Regions from separate parts of the Sus scrofa genome. Here all the other regions are linked to region 3. The links are chromatin contacts, called in public Hi-C maps. All regions are on one chromosome and are shown on one strand. Each heading gives the region's core, a stretch centred on a gene start, on an enhancer-like site or on the middle of the called end of the contact. The rest is flanking DNA. Distances are from core to core; before and after follow the strand shown. Region 1 overlaps ARHGAP10 (rho GTPase-activating protein 10). Region 2 holds the start of NR3C2 (mineralocorticoid receptor). Region 3 overlaps NR3C2 (mineralocorticoid receptor).

The links. Hi-C and Micro-C count contacts between places; a contact is called where the count stands out from the background.
Region 1: a contact with region 3 is called in a Hi-C map of skeletal muscle, with 4 times the contacts expected there. The contact joins two enhancer-like sites. A contact is called at or near these places in 1 of 47 Hi-C or Micro-C datasets (skeletal muscle) and 1 of 2 datasets of contacts at active chromatin or transcription factors (skeletal muscle).
Region 2: a contact with region 3 is called in a Hi-C map of liver, with 5 times the contacts expected there. The contact joins the promoter of NR3C2 here to the enhancer-like site in region 3. A contact is called at or near these places in 1 of 5 promoter capture datasets (liver), 9 of 47 Hi-C or Micro-C datasets (alveolar macrophages, fetal heart ventricle, fetal liver and 3 more) and 1 of 2 datasets of contacts at active chromatin or transcription factors (alveolar macrophages).

The regions. Positions count from the first base shown.
Region 1 is chr8:80,697,860-80,701,223 of Sscrofa11.1, forward strand. The region is part of intron 20 of ARHGAP10 (rho GTPase-activating protein 10); the gene reads right to left. Among named protein-coding and RNA genes, the nearest start is that of ARHGAP10, 320 kb to the right of the region's middle. Within about 2 kb of position 1,647, at least 6 of the 83 cell types and tissues checked have an H3K27ac peak or open chromatin away from gene starts, as enhancers often do. A contact at or near this core is called in skeletal muscle, where this site is marked.
Region 2 is chr8:80,300,918-80,304,542 of Sscrofa11.1, forward strand. NR3C2 (mineralocorticoid receptor) reads left to right here and starts at 2,255. Exons shown (of 9, transcript XM_021100657.1): 1 at 2,255-2,680. It overlaps LOC110261980 (a long non-coding RNA gene), which reads right to left and starts at 3,342. Exons shown (of 3, transcript XR_002346407.1): 1 at 3,233-3,342.
Region 3 is chr8:80,553,368-80,557,199 of Sscrofa11.1, forward strand. The region is part of intron 3 of NR3C2 (mineralocorticoid receptor); the gene reads left to right. Among named protein-coding and RNA genes, the nearest start is that of NR3C2, 250 kb to the left of the region's middle. Within about 2 kb of position 2,409, at least 18 of the 83 cell types and tissues checked have an H3K27ac peak or open chromatin away from gene starts, as enhancers often do. A contact at or near this core is called in fetal liver, liver and skeletal muscle, where this site is marked.

The DNA of each region.
Region 1 (3,364 bases), core at 397-2,896, 140 kb after region 3:
CTTACAAAGTTCACTCCCAGGCTGATCACTTTCTTGGGTTTTGCCCTGAAAGAACTGTCTGAGAATGACACCTCTGACCAAGCTTTCACTCAAAGCACTCCTTGAATTCTATCCATCTTCCTTCCAGATAATCACTGTGGAATCAGACACGGGGCTTGAACTTTCGCTTGCGAGGTCTCATTTCAGGAAATAACGGGGCTGTAGATATCTCAGCCTGGTGACCCTGCAGGGGAGCTGACAGGAATGTTCCTGCCAGCTCAGTTCATACATGGAAGGCAGCTGTTACCCAACTCGGGGGCAGAACACTGAAAACAGGGGCACAAGCAGAGCGTGAAAAGGGCACAACTACCCTTTTAAGAAAACGCTCGGGTGCTCAGCTCGGTTCTCTGTTGTGACAGGTGAGCTTCCCACACTGCTCAGAACACTCACGGAGTTGGCTGAGGCCCCGGGGGAACCCCACAACCTCACTGGATCCCCACCAGCCCTATCTTCAGAAGCTTCTACAGAGGAGGTTCCTGCAGAGCGAGGCTTGGACAGGAGCCCTGGGTCCTCCTGGAATAGCTACTGTAACTGCTGGAAACAACACAACTTCAGGTCAACATCGAAGGCTTCTCCAGGAGGCAAGAGGTGACTTCCTGGAGCCATTTAGCGAGAAGATCACATAACTGATGAACCAGGAAGTCGGGTCAAGTTAAACTGAGAATATCAAGTCAGGTTCTCAGAGGAAAGGAAAGGGCAAGCAGGTGGCCGCCTGGGGCTCCCAGGGGAGTGGTGATTGGGTTTTATTACATGTGGTACCTTGAAACCTCACAATAATCCAGTGGGGCAGGTGCTGTCACTCCCCCTTTGCAGATAATCTTGCTAAGCTTTGGCTGGCTTAAGGAATTTATATAAGGCCTCCAAGGTTTTAAAAAGCAAGATACGGACGCAAAGCCAGGCCTGTTTAACTCTAAAATCAGGGCTTTACATCTGTATTACAGTCCTCCAACTTACAGAAAACAGCATTTCAATACTGAGACACAGCCAAAGCAAAAGCAAAAGCGGACCAATGGAAAAGATTTTTTTTTTTTTTTTTTTTTAAGAGTCTTACGCAGTGGAGAAGCTACTACAAGAATCCAGCCGTGTGTCTTTATTTTGCAAAGTCAACTTTTCATTACGGGGCTTTTAAGTCATAGGAATGATCAACAATCTGGCTTGAAGATAAAACCACCACGTTTCAGAACCTATAGTTACAGCACAGCAGAGGAAGGTGTGAACTGGGCCGCACACAAATGCCAAGCACACGATACAAATACCAAAAATTCCCCAGCAAGACACAAGTTATGTGTGTGAGGACTCCAGGCAGTTGCTACGGTGTAATTTCTATACCAAGTGGGAGAGAAGATTCAAGAAAATACACGGGACAAAAGCTATAATGAAGGTGAACAGCCTGATGGTCCAAGGCCAAGTACATGGCCCTGAGTTCAGCTTCAAGAGCTTTCCCGGGTATCATGTTATTCATCAAAAGATTATGGATGCTGCTCCACTGCAAAATATCAAATTTCCAAGTCTGCCAGATCTCAGCCAAAGGTGTGGGAAGAATGTGCAGCAATTCAGATTCAAGTGTTTACTCCCCATAGATAATTATAAACCACGGCCACATGACTTAACACAGGGTCAGCGCTCCCTCTGCAAAACAAGGGCAGCGGCCAGCTGACGGATATAAGGCGACCATGTCCCATATGCAATGTAAAACAAGTCTAAGGGCACCACAGATCACAGGGGCGGGCAGATCAGGGCAAAACCCACCTCTGGCCCAGCCACGTGTCCTGAGGCACATCTCCTACCTTCTTTGGGCCTCCATTCCCCTATCTTTCAAAATGAATCTATCTCTACCCCACCCAGTCTGAGTGAGGATTAACATGAAATATTTATAAAACAGCCAAGTCTGGGGCCCCCGAGAGTCAGTGCTCCACAGTCTTTAATTCTGAGAGATGCAAGCAGGGAACTATTGTACTAAGCCTCCTCTGCAGCCTCTAACCACCAGCCACTGCAGACGCAAAAGCTCCTTCCTGCCCCTCTAAGTCCCTGGTCCCCCAGCAGGTCCGGAAGGGGCTAACCTCTAAGGAGAAGTGCTTCCTTACACTTGAGCCATCTGAGGCCTCAAGCTTTCTGAACCCATCAGGGACTTGGTGCTCACTTAGGGAAGGGAGAGAGTGCTGGCTTCCAACTCACTCCTCCCAGCACCCAAGCATCCATCCCCCCACAGAAAGACACTGGCTCTACTACAGACCTCGGCCAGGGGACCCACCACTTCCTGTGGTGCTCGCCTGGGAGTTCCCATTGTGGCTCTGTGGTAACAGACCCAACTAGTATCCATGAAGACGCAGGTTCGATCCCTGGCCTCACCTCAGTGGGTTAAGGATCCACTACTGCAGTGAGCTGTGGTGTAGGTCACAGACGCAGTTTGGATCCTGCATTGTTGTGGCTATGGTGGTGGCATAGGCCAGTAGCTACAGCTCCAATTCAACCCCTAGCCTGGGAATTTCCTTATAACATGGGTGCGGCCCTAAAAAGGAAAAAAAAAAAGGGGGGGCAAAAAAAAATGCTCCCCTTATTAGGCTACAATTTCCTGACTAGCCAATAATGATGCTGGAAATTCCTATAACAGGCAATTCACTTTTCTTAGGTTAAACAACACCCTCTCCTGATCTCTTTTTAAATTTGCAGTTTTTCTCCCCTTATTACAAAAGCCATATGTGCTTCTTTTAGTCAAGTTAGAAAAAAAAAAAAAAATCAGATGTGAGAAAAAAGAGAGAAAACTTTTAAAAAATAAACTCGCAGAGTTCCCACGTGGCACAGTGGGTTAAGACTCTGACTGCAGTGGCTCAGGTCGCTACAGAGGTATGAGTTCAATTCCCATCCTGGCGTGGTGGGTTAAAGGATCTGGCATTGCTTCAGCTACAGCTCAGATTCAATCCCTGGCCCGAGAATGTCCATATGCCTCAGGTGCAGCCATAAAATTAAAAAAAAAAAAAAAAGATAAATTCCCTATTTTCTTTTGAAATAATCATCATAATAAGAGAGATAAAATTTTAAGACATCAACCTCTAGGGTGAGCTGCTGGCAGGGTTGGGAACAATGGATGGAGGCAGCCCCCCACAAAGGGGTGGAGGAGAGGGAAAAAGGAAAGAAACAGAGAGGAAGGGAAGAGGCGAAAAAAAAAAAGTTTGCCTATGACTGCTACCTTATAATTTCTAAGTGTGCACCAAATTTCACCAAAATCTGTTAAAATACTGTTTAAGATGATCATTTTTTCTGAACTTTAGACAAATCATTCATATGTTGTGGTAGATGAAAGGGGTGCTCTGGTAACCCCAGAAAA
Region 2 (3,625 bases), core at 1,005-3,504, 250 kb before region 3:
AAACTAAGGGGTGGCTCTGCTAAAGCTGAAATAAAGAGCAAGGGAGGATTTTTTTCCAACACAAACTTAGATGATATTAGGCTTTGTATCTGAAGTTATATAATAGAGGATATGATGTCACACATGTAAATTGCAAAAGCTGAGCCAAGCACCTTATGGTAGCAAGCTTCAGGGAGTTTGACAGTAATGGGATGAAGGAGGGAGGTGTCCTGAGGTACAGCGACTGTAAAAGGAGGGTGAACAACTGTCAAAAGGGAGATAGTGGATGCTGCTTCCAGGTTTTAGACTATTTGGCAGCTGTAAATAGTCTCCAGCTATTTGGAAATGAAGTTAAGGTCCTTTTCTGTGCTTTTCCTGTTTTGATTTTTATTTTTCTTAAAAGCTTGTTTCCATCCTTTTGCAAAGAAAAAAATATTTCTAAAAGGAGGAAAAGAACAAAGTTTGTTAAGAGACAGCTTAAGCAAGTGATGACATTTCTAGGTATACATTTTTAAAGCTGGTAGGGCTCTTTAGTAATGGCCATTGGAACCTTTGGAACAAAGAGTTCTGAACAACTAGAAAAACCCGCATCTCCATCTCTGATGGAGTCTTGCAGAGACGTCTTTTGTGGGGTGATTCCCAGCAAAATCTTCAGATGAGGGAGCCGAAGATTGATCGTGGAGCTGATTTCTTTTTAGGGTGGCACAAGACCACCTCTTACAGCCAGCAAAAGGAAATTGGGAGAAGAGAGAAATTTAATGGTTCAAATATCCACAAACAAATAAAGGTTTGCCTATTAGTCATGGCAAGATTCTCCTAACATCTCTGTCGAAAGATGCTGATATACCTTCAGGAATATGGACCTCCCTGCAAGCTATTTTAGTGTGAAAAAGTTTCAAAAGAATATGTTTAAAAGCTCAGTGTTATAAACCCAAACTATTTTGAAGCACAGAAGATTAAAATTTGAGATTGGACAAGAGAAAATGCAGGAAGAAATCTTCTAGATTTCTAAAATGTTGCAGTTATAATAACCCCACTTTACAACAGAGTCTGATCCCTGAGTGGTTGTCTGTAATGGAAATTACTGATTAAAAGAGTGGTGGAGAACCTATGTAAAGAATATTTGAAGAAAACAGTTTGATAAAGGGGAAAGGAATAATCAATGCCTAACTTATCAACTTTTGTAAACTGAATTTACATTATAAAGTTTACATTAAATGAAGGGTCTTTTTCTCTAACATTTAATTATGAAAATTACAAACATACAAAAAAAGTTGAAGGAATTTTGCAGTGAACACCTGTATACGTACCTAGATCCTGCCATGAATACTGTACCATAAACATGTTTTAATCACATATCTATCCATCCTTCCATTTATATCAATCAACGCCAACCATCTATTTTTGATGAATTTCAAAATTCAGTTTTTGCAATCAGTACACTTGTCAATGATGGTTCTTTTTAAAAGTTCGCTAGATATTTATTACGTTAATTTTGAAAATTTATCATTTAATTATTTTCTTGATTTCACCTAAAGCATAGTACCTTATGAACTTAAATTCTCTCCACATAAGGGAACAGGAGAAAGGTTGTTTTGCTAGAGGCCAAATGCCACCTCGAGCCACGGGGTAGTGCCAACGCTGTGTGGGTGACAACGCAATGGACAGCTCAAGGCTAGGATCGAGGGGGAACGTGGTTGAAGAGAGGCAGTGATTGTTTTAACAGCGCAGCTCCGTGATTAACACGGTTTTGTGTGGGACGGGATTAACAACTTTCACAGCTATTTAGAAAGAAAATGGGAAAGAACCAGCAAAGGGCAGGGGGAGGGGGTCAATAAAGTCTGTAGGAAAAAGAGTGTTAAGCCAGGAAAAGGGCATGTGTGGTCAGTTCAAGGGGTTTAACTGAGTCGTAAAGGACAGCAAGCAGGGGTCTGTAAACGGTAGTGATAGCCACAAGTTCCCCCCGCCCCAATCTTCCACTAAGTGTAAATGTAACGGTGAGGTAGAAAAGGCTGGGGCTGAAGCGTCTGTCACACACGTGAGTGCTCCTGAACACGCGCACACATGCACACTTTTGCTCCGATGGGGGTGATTTGTGTGGCCGGGGGGGGAGGGGGACGTGGGACTTCTCTGGAGCCAGGAGGCGCTTGCGGCTCCGCAGGGCAGCCGGAGCCTGAGAATCCCTGGATCGCGGGTCACCGCTCCGCCCTCCGCCCCCCGCCGCGCGCCCGCGCGCCGCCAGCCGCCCTCCTGGCTCCGTCGCCCCTTTCACTTTCGCGTCGGCGTAGGTGTCTGCCCGGGCCGCGGGGGCGCGCGGGGCGGCACGGGGGCGCGCGGCGCTCGGCGAGCGGAGATGGGAGGGGGCCTGGCTCCCAGCCCCTTCCTCGGCTCGCTTCGCGGAGCTGGCGGCGGCGGCTTCTGAGCCGCTGTCACCGCGAAGGGACCGGTGGCGGCCGCCGCTCCTCGCCGCTCTCCCCACACGCCCCCGCGCGCAGACACCCGGTCCTTCCTCGGCACCCCCCCACGGTGGGGGTGGGGCAGAGGCGCGGCGAGCGGGAGACCGAGGGGGGAGAGGAGCCGTCTCGCCGGGTGGGCAGCCAGGCGGCAGGAAAAGAAACTTTTCCCTCCCGCCCCCCGCGCGTGGTCCCTAGCTCGCGTCTACCCCAGCGGCTGGGAACTGCACCTGAGGCCGGGGCGCGAGGTCAGGGCCGGGCTTTGGGGAACCGGGGGGAGGGGTGTTGGGTGACGTGCATTGGGGTTCCGTTTGCCCTCGGCCTCCTTACAGCCAGGGGCCAGGGTGGGAGGGCGGCCATCGGCACCCCCAGCCCCTGTTTCCCGCAAGCCGGTGTCTGGATGCTTTGCTGCCTCCTCCCGCTGGTGAGGGTGTGACCCGAGAAGGGGGCTGCGGCGCCGCGGGCTCCCCCTGAAGCCGCCCCCTCAACACACACTCGCCCACACACACTTACACGCTCCGTAGCCGGAGCTGTCACCGGTCACCCCAGGCCCGGGGAGGGGGCGCGGAGAGCCTGCTGCGGGGAGACCGGCGCGGGGTCATCCCGCCGGACTTCCCGGCTCACAGAGCCACCGTCGTCACCGCCCGGAGGCCAGCAGCCTCGGGAGAGGGGCCCGCTAGAGCCGCGGCCGCCGCTGCTGGGGGCGGGCAGGCACCCGCGTCCTCCTCTGCGCTATTTGGCGCCGCCGCCTTGCCTCCTCCTGCGGGGTAACAACACTACTGCTCTATTGCTCTACCCACCGTCAGTAGGGCGACTGCCGGATTATCTTCCTCTCCATCCTTACTGCCAATCCGCTAATATTGGAGTTGCTGCTGGCGGCGGAGGCAGCAGGAGTGTGGCTGCCCCCACCCACCCCCCGCCCCGCGCCCCAGCCTCCCCACCATGTCCTAGAAAAGGTGAGTGCAGCGACAGTCACTTTGCGCTGACAGCGGTGGGAGGGGGCCCGGGAATCGCAAGGCGGCCCTGGGCAAGGCACGGTCTGCGCAGAGAGCGCGGGTTCGCAAACCGAGGTGGGCTGCGGGCAGGAGACTAGGTGCCCGCGCGGCTGCCTTCGGGCAGGGGTGCTGGGCAGCAGGCGAGCAATCGCGGCGGCTGTCCCTGCAAGATTCTAACCTAGATTTTGCAAGAAGCTG
Region 3 (3,832 bases), core at 1,159-3,658:
CAGTAGAAAATTGACAGAACACTGTAAACCAGCTGTAATGGAAAAAAATAAAAATCATTATATAAAAATAATGTAAAAAATCATTACATAAAAATAATGTAAAAAAATTATGATTGTGAAGGTTTAAAAAAAAAGTGTATGTCCTAGAAAACCTCTGGAAGGGTACAGAGACATTGGTAATAGCAGTAGCCTCTAGGGCAGAGAATGGGGCCTCTAGGGCTGGGGACTGGGCTGGCAGATAGAGGAAGGACAGAGGACCTTGTCACTGGCAAGAGGCACCTTGCCAGTGCCTCTTGAATTCTGTACCATGTGCCTGTGCTGAATTATTATACACCTAACAGGTCTCATGTATGTAATGTGTGTGGGGGTGTGAGCAAAACAAACTCCTATCCATCATGTCATTATCTTGGAATAATTTAGATTGGAACAATTTAGATTGTTAGTAGATTTTTGATGCATTTGTCCTCTTTCTCACCCGTTCGCGCTCATCTGGGTTTCAAGTTCTAAGGGTATTTGGAAACCAGTCTGACCCCGAGATGCCACATAATGACCTCTTGAGCTGTGTTGAGACCTTCAGATCTTAAGTAGTTTGAGGCCAGAGTGGCTGAACAAGAGTCCCTTCTGTCTGCCCAGGTCGCCTTTCTACTTTTAAGATCTTGGGGAGTTCCCGAGGTGGCGCAGTGGTTAACGAATCCGACTAGGAACCATAAGGTGGCAGGTTTGATCCCTGCCCTTGCTCAGTGGGTTAATGATCCGGCGTTGCCGTGAGCTGTGGTGTAGGTTGCAGGCGAGGTTTGGATCCCGAGTTGCTGTGGTTCTGGCGTAGGCTGGTGGCTACAGCTCCGATTGGACCCCTGGCCTGGGAATCTCCATATACCATGAGAGCAGCCCTGGAAAAGGCAGAAAGACAAAAAAAAAAAAAAAAAAAAAAAAGAAAAAGAAAAAAAGATCTTGGGCAAAAATGGATAAAATCGGATCATGAAAAACTCAGCGCCCAGGATTTTTCAGTCCTGTGGGGCAGTGCACGTGTCTGCTTCGAGGTCTGGGGCTTAGAGGTACATGTGGATCCATCAGAAGGAGGTGAGTTAGGTGGCACAAAAGTCTGCCATCCTATCGTGTTGCATTTGAGGCTTGGACTTGTGGGTAGGCATCCATTCATGCAGTTTCCTTTTCCACGTGTTAGAGTGGTTCCTGATGTTTTCGTGTAAGATGTATTCATTATATGGCAGCCTAAATGTTTTTCACTGCAAAGATTCTGCTTCTTTTCCATATTACCCCATAGATATACATATTTGAAGCATACTTCTAATGCATCTGAAGCCATAGAAAGTGTAAGTGCTCTAATGAAAAAGCTCCAAGTATGCAACCCAGCTAAGCCTAGCCATGTGATTGAACCTCTCTGTGTCTTCATTGACAAAGTTGGGATAGTATGACCCATCTCATACAGCACCCCCCATAGAATTTTTAAATTAAGGATTAAATTCTATGATTGGTAAAGCACCTGTTATGTAATAGGAATTCAACAAATGTTAGTTCTCTGCCCACTGCCCTGAATAACTTATTAGTTTATCTAGATAACAGATGTTTTTGCATAGTCAAGTACAGCTATGTTAAATTCCTCCTATTGAATGTGTAGGATGTAAGTCACTCCTCCTTAAAAAATGTTCCTTGATCCCCGTCGATAACTTATTACACATAAGAAATGTTTCTCAAGGTTAAAGGCTTACGGCACTTGGCTTTTTTCCTTTGATTATCTTTCCTTAAAATATACAGCATGCCTAAAATTGAAGTCATGATAATTAGAAGTTTTATATATATATATATATATACATATATATATATATATTTTTTTTTAATGAAAAACTAACACCTTTCACACTGAGAGGAATGTTTATCTGGGAATTTTGTGCTTACCCACGTGGGAAGAACTCTTAAAACACCCCAGGGAATAAATAGGTCCAATCCAACTTCTAAATGAAAATCTTCGAATCCTAAAATCATAACTTCAAAAGATCTGTGTTTAAAGGTGGCAAAGGCAACCTATACTTACTTCTCAAGTGACTTATTCCCCCCGCCCCTCGGCAGTTTAAAGCCTGTTAATCCAGCCTCACTCATAAACCTCAGCAGCAGGGGATCATTGTTCATTGGTTTATTAAGAGCAGACCGGACTGGTTTCAACTGAGCAGAGGAAGTTAATTATCAAATGTTTTAGCTGGCTCTGACCATGAATAACCAGTTCTGATTGGACACCCTCTTACCAGGCAACATTAGAAGATGGGGGGGGGGGGGAGGATGGGAAAGCGCCCATCAGAATCTGCAATGGGGGAATTTACTGGGACTGCCTTAATCTGTTTCCCAGGTTGTTCAAACCAGTTCAAGAGCAGTTAAACAGGGTTATGTAAGTGCCATGTGATGTAGCCCAAAATAGTGTCTGCAAACACAGGCTGCTGTTGCTGGGCTGTTGTCAACTGCTTTAAAAAAAAAAAAAAAAGAAAGAAAGAAAGAAAAAGAAAAAGAAATCCTCCAGCAGGACAACAAATGGACCTCCAAAAATGAAAAAGAGATGTAAGCAAAAAGTTCATTGTCAAAGGAATTTGGTGAAATTTCCTTTCTCCTGCTGAAAATGAATGACATTTTTTTTTAAAAGGGAAACTTACATTGTACCTAAGATCTGGTTATTCTCCAGCATCCAGCAGAGGTAGCTAAGTGAAAAGGACTCTTAAGTTTGGTTTACTGCTAAAGGGCTGAGTTCCCCTGTTTTAATGAACAGTCACGATAAAGCCATCTGATTTGTTAATGTCTTTGGGTGTATAACCAATTATTGAGCGATGAATCATTCAGATAGTGATAAATATTGAACTATTTTATGCCACTGTCCCTTTGAAATTCTCTGGTAGCTTCAAGGTGTGAAAGAGAGAATCACATTTCACATAACACAGTATGCATGAAAATAAGGTCTTAAAGGAAAACAGGATTCTTGGGTAAAATTTCTTTGACGGATTGTTTTTTAAAAGGGAAACAAAAACAGCAACAGAAAAGGGCTTAAAATCTGTCTTAACTGTCACCAAGAGGATTGCATCCTAAGATTTGGATTCCCACAGTGATCACATCCTCTGCATCCCCTGCCTTTTGCCAGGCTGCAGGTCTGGGGAGTCAGGAATTGTGAAGCAAGATCCCAGGGAGGTGGATAGAGGAAACCAGAGGATCCCCCAGTTGCAGGATTTGCACGTGGGAGCCCGCTGGGCTTCTGTCCCTGTTGAATTCTGGGTCTCAGGTCCTCTCCTGGGGTCTTCTCAGCATCTCTAAGGGATCTGTGAGTTAGCACTGCATTTCCCCACCTGGATTCTGAGCAAACAGAGAACTAAAACAAAGGGATGGTGGATGCAAGATAAAATAGCAACTTTTTTTTTTTTTTTTTTTGGTAATTAAGTTGAAGGATAAGGCTTAATGGTAAAAACCAAAAAGGGAGGGGCCTGGGCCCTGAGCCCCAGAATTAGATACAGCTATAGGTAGTGCTGGATCAAGGCACCCCTCCCCACCCCCCGCCAACACAAACACAGCTGGTGGCTGTACCTGCTCCCTGAGGGAGTTTTCCCCCAGGAGGACAAGATTGGTGCTGAGGCACTCAAGTCAGATTATTCTTCTCAGACTTACTAGTCAAGGCAGAGTGAGTAAAGGATGGAGTGAGGCCTGAAGTGGGGCACCCTCCACTGGGACGAAACATGGGGAGGGGGCCAGAAGTGAACCCCTTTGGGGGTGCTCATTCTGGGGTCCCAGGCACAGCTTTGCTGGGAGGATGCTAAGCAGGACCAAATGGCAGTGTTCAGTATCA